Regions from separate parts of the Mus musculus genome. Here regions 1 and 2 are each linked to region 3. Evidence: chromatin contacts called from public promoter capture Hi-C data. All regions are on one chromosome and are shown on one strand. Each heading gives the region's core, a stretch centred on a gene start, on an enhancer-like site or on the middle of the called end of the contact. The rest is flanking DNA. Distances are from core to core; before and after follow the strand shown.

Region 1 (2,777 bases), core at 264-2,763, 1.8 Mb before region 3:
TTATGGTCACTCCCATTAAGTATCAAGATATTGCTGGGATATAAAAGTATCATCTATGAAGATGTTCAGTCTTCACTGTGTCAAGTCCGCAGACATGGGGACAAGGATTCAGAGAGCACAGGCAACTCACAGTCCATTTCCTTAATCTCCTCAGAGGAAGAAAAAAAGCTGCCTTCACAGTCCTTACATTTTCCCCATTGATCAGAAGCCATAATTCGTGAAGAAGAAAAGATAAATTAGAATACAATCAATAAACTCTCAAGTTGTTTGATACACCAACCGGGGAAGAATAAATTGTAAGAATAGAATTATCATTTAAATTACCCAATGATTTGGCACAGTGCATGGGCATATATGAAGATATTATGGACTTAGCCACTGACAAATTGATTAATGTATCCCCAATTTACAGAATATTTATAGTCAGTCACTGCACAAGTAAATGTTAAATAGCTAAAGATGATTGGCAGCCCTGGGGATGGCTGAGCTCACCCTGCCCTGGTGTGTGGCCTGTGTGTGTATATGTGCACAGGCCCATGCATTCACAAACATGAGTGTGCAAACACTTAACATGCACTTGCACATGGAGACCAGAGGTCAGCCTCAGGTGACATACCTTAAGAGCCAATCATCTTGATTTTTTTTTGAGAGGACTCTCATTAAAGCCCATGAATAGCCCAGGCTGGCAGACTGGTCAGGGGGACCACTGAGACCCAGCTATCTCCTACTAGCCAGAACTTGGATTACCACATGCCAGCATGCTTGGCTTTTTATGTGGGTTCTGGGGTGACTTCAGGACCTTATGCTTGCAATGCAGGTCCTTTACCAACTGAGCTATCTCTCCAGCCTTCTTATAATCCTTAAATGAAAGGAATATGAGGTTTCCTTAAGCCAGGCAATACTCCTATACATCTATTTGACATTGCCGGGGGCTGGGGGCGGGAGGACGACTTAGATGTAATTCTTGAACAGACAACACCCTACAGGGTCATCTGGTGGGTTGGATGATACTAGAATTTGTAGAACAGTGTTTAAAAGAAGTCACCTTGGCTATATGACTGGAGTTGAGAGAGAGAGAGAGAGATAGAGAGAGAGAGAGAAGCTCTGTGAAAGAATGTTCCATATATGGGTGTATCATCATTTTCACATGTCATGATAAGTCAAGGAACCCTTATAAGTGGGTGTAAGCATTCACTCTGAATAATAACTCGGCAGGATTATAGCTTAGAGTAGACTTGTCAGCCATTATTTGCTAACTTGTGGATTCAGATTTTAAACACCTCCCCTGCAGCCCTAAACTAATAAATTAATGCGCGTGGCACTTAATATATTTGTTTCTGCCTTTTAAATTTCTACTTAGTTGAGGGAATGGGATGTATGTTTTTTAAAAGGGGTGAATGTGCGCGATGCTGGCTAGAGGCCGAACCGCCATGAGAGCCTCCCGCCTGCAGGGGGCGCGCCGCCGCGGGGTGCGAGGCCGCTCTGCCCTCGCGAGCTCCACCTCTGTGGTCGTCCGCGCCCCGCCTGTCGCCGCTGGAGAGGAGGAGCTGCTGCCATCACTGCTGCCGCGGGCGCAGGTACCAGGGCCGGGGCCGTGGGCAGCAGCTGGGCGGGAGCCGGTGACAGCTCCTCTGAGGGCCGTGGAGCCCGGCGCGGGTCCGAGCGGCTTCCGCGCGGGCGATGCTGGCAGGAGGGCCCGGGTCAGGCCTGGGAGCTTGCGCGGATGATGCCCGCGGGTATTCGCGGGTCTCAGGCAGCCCACGCCCCAGCCCGATGGCGGCGTCCTTCCCAGGCAGGGATTCAAAGCATAGCTAGGAATTGTCAACACCTTAGCGGTTCACGAGGAGACCGAAGCCCGGGCGTGCGTGGGCGCTGTGGAGGTGCGTGTGATCTGTCCGGACTGTCACACTGCCCAGGGTATCCGCGGAGAGAAAAGATTTGCACACTTTGCGCTTAGGCCTCAGGTGATCATGAACTTTCACACTTGACACGCGTCGTTAAAACGCAGTTGCTTCCTCTCCGGATTTCCCAACAACCGTCTTAGGGAGAAGACATTTATTTTAACAGCGTTCCACAGACTCTAGAATTGGCTGCGGAATGTAATAAGTGTGTGTTATTGAAGAGTAAATAACACTGCCCACTCTTCAGAACGTGGCATTAGTACTTAGGCGCTTCCCAAGGTGCCATCAGTGGTGTGGTGATTTTTCATGTTACAGTAACAGCTGGCTATCTTCATGTCAGATATTGTGCCTAATGGTCCTTTTTAAAATCTTTGCAACAACCCTGACAAGTACCATCTCTGATTTGCAGATAAAGAAGCTGAGGCACAGAGTCTTAAGTCAACCTGTCCAAGCCCAGACAGTTGGCAGACTAAGTGGGACCGGAGACGCCCAAGACTTCACGCCAGCATCCCTTTACCTTGCAAAGGTAGTAGTGTTCCTTAAGATTTTTGTTTATTGATAGAATTCGTAGCCTGAACTGGTTTCTCTTAGACTTATGCTTATGGAGTATGCAAGAGCCTGTGCCACTGTCCTTTTAGTTTCAAGGGAGTTTAATGAGAAATGCATTTGTTCTTTAAGCCTTGTAGTGATAATAAAGTTAAATGTCCTGGATTCTTACTGTTTCAGCATAGGTTGATTTGATGGAGGAGTGCGTCTGTGATTGTCTATCCACATTAGCTGTGTGTTGGTTAGTTGTATTTTCACAGCAGTTCTAGTGAGTGTACCTTGCACACATAGCATTCTGCCAAGCAGAAAGATTCCCCGACTCCTACAAGA
Region 2 (2,700 bases), core at 70-2,569, 1.2 Mb before region 3:
AACAAAGGAACCCAGGCAATGATTCTGTTTGGTTTTCCTAAAAAAAGACAACTTCCCATGCTCCAACAGTCCCAACTGCTCCAGCAAGTACATATGGATCTCAGCAGCAAAACCAGAAGACACCAATAGAGAAGAAATGGCAGGTCCCACTTCTGAAGCTATCATTTTTACCTGTGGTCTGAACACATAAGATACCCAGACACACTCAGACAGATGAACACACAGACTTGAACACATAGACACACATACAGACATGAATCACAGACACACACAGATGTATGAACACAGACACACACAGACATATAAACACAGAGACATATGAACACACAACACAGACAGACACACACACAGACACACACACACACAGACAACCCCCCCCCCCCCCGATTTTGCTAAGATGGGAGAACAAATGTAAGAAGCAGTCAGGATGCTAAATAAGCTGAGCTACAGTTTAACAGGTGTTTGCTGTCCTATTGTAAAACACAAACACCAGAACCTCAGAGGACCCATGGCAGGACTGAGAAGCCCACCAGGCACACATCTGTGAGTTTCTAGTCCGCTCCCAGGCCTCCCGGGATCTGGGGCTGGGGGAGGCTCCCTTTCATTGTCCATGGAATTTGTTTTTATTACTCTGGCTGCTCTCTTGCCAACCCCCCACCAGGAGCCCCCACCCTCACTATGGATCATGGAGTCTCATATTTCAAGCCTAAGTCTTCTTTTGAGGTCTTCTAGAGTCTTCAGTAACCTGCCCACTCATAACAGAGTTATGGTATTGTCTACAGTAAAATGCCTTTTATGGGCAAGAAGGCCTTTGCCCTGTTTTCTCTGCCTCCCGCTGAGAAGAAAAGGGGACTCAGATGGCCCTTGTTAGTTCCCTGGTCACTGCCAACCTGACCAAAATATCGAGCAAACACTGGATGAAATGAAAACATTCTCCTGGTGGGAAGCAGTTTAGCCTCCATGCCTGATGACCTGTCTGGACCACAAGATGGCACTGTGGATGTAGGGAGTGGGAGTAAAGCTGGCTTAGCAGTCAGCTTCCCCACTACAATGAGTCCATGTCCTTAGACAGCTATGACAACTGTATCTGCATTTTAGAAACATGATGAGGCAACTGGTGTGGGAGCCCTGCTGCTTAGCAGAGGTCACAAACACTGTCAGTATTTCTATATTTATTGTATAGAATAACAGTGGAGCCAGTTTGTGTTTTCTCAATGAGAACGTTTCTGAAACATTTTTAAACACTACAGGCAAGCAGTGATTTGTTTAAAACATGAGCTTTGCTATCATCCCAGCATTTCACAGCAAGTTAACACAACAGAAGCTGCAGGCTGGGTGAGCAAACTGAACAGCATGAACGCTTGAAACACAAGACAAGGCCCTGCAAGGACCGGCACCCGCTACCTTTGGAAATGTGCTTGACGAATGATGTGGTCCCTCTGGAGACTCCGCTCACGAAGGCTCCTGGGCCTCGGGTCAATCCCTCATATGGAAGCCTGAAGAAGTCCGAGATCCCATTCCCAATGCTTCTCACTAAGCTGGCGGGGCTGCCGAGGATTTCCAGAGACCCCACCACCCAGCCTGCAACACAAAGGGAAGGGGTTATTGAGACCTTGAGTTCAGCACTTTCAACACTCATGAAAAGTGGCCTGCTTTCTCTAAAATTCCCTTTCCACACTAGAACGAAGGGTGTATGACACCCATAAGCTTCTTTGGAGCAAAATATGGGAAATCATATCTGTGAATTCATAAATGGTGAACTTTCATACTTTATAAATCACAGTGTTCCTCTGGCAGCCTTGCAAATGGCTTTAATATGACTTCTGTGCCCAAGCCTCCTGTACTCCTGTAAAGGGAGCCATGTGCAGAGAACACCTCCAGCTCAGTCAGGCACTCTGGGCTGCAGGTGCTCACAGACTGAGATGTTTCTCCCTATCTGTCAGGGCGGCGGCGGCAGCAGCAGCAGCAGCAGCAGCAGCAGCAGCAGCAGCAGCTGCCTGGTGGTGAGAAGCCAGATGCTAAAATAGGGTATTGCAAAAGGGATGCAAGCTTTGACAAGGATGGAGGGTTCTTTTTAATCTTTCACAATCCTATCAAGCTGAGTACTTCTCTTAGAGTGGAGCTAGAGCCAAACAAATGTCTCTCCTTCAACCCTATTGGGCTGTGTAAACATCGGTGACAGGGACACACTGATTAGGTTAGCGAGAGGGAAGTGCTCCCCCACCCATGTCCCAGGAGCGTGGCTTTGGGTCTGCTTTCCTATTTAAATTCAGACTTGCCAGGAGCTGGCCTGCTCCAGTGGCTTGCTCACAGCCTTCTGCCTTTTCCCTTCCGCCTGGGGTGGGGACTGAGGGCTTGTAAGCCCAGAGGACTCCAGGGGCAGGCAAAGACCAGGGGCAGGGAGAGGAGAGATCTGAAAAAGCAACTTCCTTTAGGAATCTTTATGCCAAACTCAGTACTGTGGCCTTTTTATTGGGAAGGCTGTGAGGTAAGGCAAAGGATGGGAACTGTTCCCTCTCTCAATAGCAAGTCTCTGTGACAGAGATCCTCAGTTAAGTCACCAACCGAAGAGGGAGGCCAAGTCCCCAGGTCACTATCAAAGCAGAGAGCTTCCTAAAGTAGAGAGCATAGGACTGGCATAAATGTTGAGCCCTTTTCTGGAGCATTAGGGTGACAACATGGCTGTCAGTCATTAGGACT
Region 3 (2,813 bases), core at 125-2,624:
GACTTATTCCCAGCCAATGGGGTCAAAGGAGGAGAGATGATGGTTGTGGAGGTTGGCGATTCTTGGACAACCATTTTCCATTAAAGAGTATGCGGATCCCAGGCATGGCAGAGCTGAGGGATGGGAGTGTCCTAGAATCACATAGCAGGCATGTGTTTCAGGGGTATGGTGCTTGCTTAACATCTAAAGGCAATGGGTTCGATTTATAGCACCATATACTTATGAAATTAATGAAATTTATATAGCGAATTGATTTTTCTTTGGGGTATTTAATTGAAATAAATTCGTTTCTTTAAATTGAACATAGTTAGCTACAATTATTAATTGTTGACTTAACATTTTGTTTACTCAAGCAAGAACCAACACAACTGTCAGGACGACTTGCCTTTTTTTTTTTTTTTTTTTTTTTTTTTTTTTTTTTGCGTCTGAAATGACTTACACTCTCTTCTCTGCTTTACATATTTCCCCTAAGAAATCATCACAGCTTTCTCCCAGGTCCCTTTTTCCCTCTCTCTCTTCCTCTCTCCCTTCTTCCCTCCCTCCTTCTATCCCCCCTCTCCTCCTCCTCCTTTCTCCCTCCTCTCCTCTCTTCTCCTTCCCTCCCCTCTCCTCTCTTCCTGTCTTGTTTCCTCTCTCCCCTATCTTTAAAGTGCATAGCTTAAAGAGTCTCAGTGTCTTGAAAACAAATTCCCAGTGTAGACACTTCATGTAATAACACAAAAATCACAGAATGTTCAAAGTGACAGACAAGACAAAGATCATTTGTAGTGTAACCGAGTTTAAAACCGGTCAGACTAGAATATCCAGTATGCGTACTTAAGGTTGTTCTTAGCATTTCTGACTCAACTTAAATCACCATATGGGGCAGCTGACAACGTTTCAGCAATTCTTTATGAACTTATCTGACAGCCTATCCAGCTGCCATAGGATATCTCTTCTCTATTCTTCGAATAGTTCCTAATGGTCACTCTGTGGCTGGGCTCTTCATTCACAATGTGCCCAATATTGGGGAGAGGGAGATTATGGCTTTTTCTTTTTTCCATATGTGGAACATTTTAAACCTTTTACACGCGCGAACTGGAACTGCCAAGGGTGCCGGTCACTCTTTAGATTAATGGATAGCTCCTTTTCTCCCTGCACTTGGACAAACATTTGCTTTGTGCACAGTAGATCCCAGAGGCAAAAGAGATGATGTCATTCCTGCGCTGACAGGTGTAGGCACCGGGGCCCAGAAGGGAGCGGCGGCAACTGGGCCGAGCCCGGACCTCACCTGCGTGCCGCAGGAGCCAGGTGCCGGCGCCGGGTCGCCGGGCAGGAAGTGGCTGCGGCTGCGGGAGGACGGACGGGAGGGCCGCGCCCGAGTCCCAGCGCGTGGATTCAGTCCTCATGGCGGCTCCGGCGCGCACAGCCCCCGAGGACGACGCCTCGGCCGTCCTAGACGAGCTGTCTCGGAACTTCACATACTGGGCACCAGGCCCGGGCAACGGCTCGCTGTCGAGCGCCTGGTATCGCAGAAACCAGGTAAGGCCGCCCGCGCACCACAGCGCGCCGCCTGCCAGCTCCACGCAGGCCCCGCGGAGGCGCCAGGCCTCGGTGCCTTCCTGCCAGCTCTCCGCGCTCGCGACTGGGCGAGTGGGTAGAGCTGACACGTGACGCTGACACTTGGCTACCCATCCCCTCCGCCCCCTTCCCCCCTCCCGGCCTCGGCGGAGCAGCAGACCCCCAGGCTGCTCCCTGGTCTCACTCTTGGGCCTTTGGGTCCCCAAGGACCTCGCCTCCCCCAGCTTTCTTCCCCTCCTGCAAGGCGGTGGAGGTGGATTTCCACTTATTTTTCAGGCCAGTTTCCTTTCACAGTTAAAAAATAAAAAATGGTGCTACCCTTCTCAGAAGCAGAAACTCATTAAGGGGCTCCCAATGTCAATTCTGTGCAGAGTTGTGTCTCCAAGGTCCCAGCAATCTCAGCATCAACCTTCCCAGATACTCTCAGCTGCAGTACTTCATTGCTCGCTGCTGTCAGCCAAACACCACGGGTTTATGCTGGCAATATAAATTTAAGAGCATCAAAGAGGATCGGAGGTGTCCCCTACCCCCTCTGCTGGCCCTAAGATCAGGCAGAGAAGCAAAGCTCTCCCTAGCATTTATATTCCTCTAAGTGGGGCAAGTGATTGATCTTTCAGGCTTGCGTTAGTTTTCCTAAGCCTGTTACTTTGTTCTTGTGCATGAACAAAGCCACAGATCTTTTTTCCTTTGCAAGAATAAGGCCATAAATTTTTGTTACTGTTGTCCTCAGTGGGATATTTAACCACTAATCAAAGAGATCCTTTTTATGCTTGAAAAGTATCCTAAATGTTTGTTTCTGAACTTGGAGGTGATTTGTATAACGAATAAATAAGCTTAGATCATCTTTTTAATGTTCAACACAGGAAAGATTATGGCTTTAAAACTGTTATGTCACAAAAGATAACAAAATGGGGCAGGGGCATTGCTCAGACACTGACTGACTCTCCTTGCTTCCACTGTGGAACTACAAAGAAGAGACTTTCCTTAGTGTATGTTATGCTTGTAGTAGACACATTTCCAATATAAGTTTAAGAATGAATGGTCTGCTCTTGGTAAAATATTAGAGAGTTAGTAGATGTGACCCACCCAGGCATCATCCAAACCAGGAAACCATTGTTTTCACTAGAGAACTTATGTAGTCATTAGTTTTCTTAAACATTTCCTGGAATTCTTGATTGTCTTGGCTCTCCCAAGCACAGATTATCATGTGACACAGATGTTTGCAAGGCTTAACTTGCTCTTTATAGTACACA

Evidence for each region. Promoter capture Hi-C pulls out the DNA fragments that hold promoters and counts their contacts.
Region 1: a contact with region 3 is called in a promoter capture Hi-C map of hippocampal neurons, with 7 times the contacts expected there. The contact joins the promoter of Ankrd46 here to the promoter of Nipal2 in region 3. A contact is called at or near these places in 1 of 39 promoter capture datasets (hippocampal neurons) and 2 of 115 datasets of contacts at active chromatin or transcription factors (astrocytes and embryonic forebrain).
Region 2: a contact with region 3 is called in a promoter capture Hi-C map of hippocampal neurons, with 4 times the contacts expected there. The contact joins the enhancer-like site here to the promoter of Nipal2 in region 3. A contact is called at or near these places in 8 of 39 promoter capture datasets (the 3T3-L1 cell line, the HPC-7 cell line, cranial neural crest and 4 more) and 1 of 9 other capture datasets (embryonic stem cells).

The regions. Positions count from the first base shown.
Region 1 is chr15:36,495,527-36,498,303 of GRCm38.p6, reverse strand. Ankrd46 (ankyrin repeat domain 46) reads left to right here and starts at 1,513. Exons shown (of 5, transcript NM_175134.4): 1 at 1,513-1,577; 2 at 2,311-2,427.
Region 2 is chr15:35,913,655-35,916,354 of GRCm38.p6, reverse strand. Vps13b (vacuolar protein sorting 13B) reads right to left here. Exons shown (of 62, transcript NM_177151.4): 57 at 1,405-1,581. Among named protein-coding and RNA genes, the nearest start is that of Cox6c, 23 kb to the left of the region's middle. Within about 2 kb of position 1,319, at least 52 of the 459 cell types and tissues checked have an H3K27ac peak or open chromatin away from gene starts, as enhancers often do. A contact at or near this core is called in hippocampal neurons, where this site is marked.
Region 3 is chr15:34,677,267-34,680,079 of GRCm38.p6, reverse strand. Nipal2 (NIPA-like domain containing 2) reads left to right here and starts at 1,374. Exons shown (of 11, transcript NM_145469.5): 1 at 1,374-1,521. The coding sequence starts at 1,387. 4930413F20Rik (RIKEN cDNA 4930413F20 gene) reads right to left here. Exons shown (of 4, transcript NR_045883.2): 3 at 1,879-2,037; 4 at 876-1,502.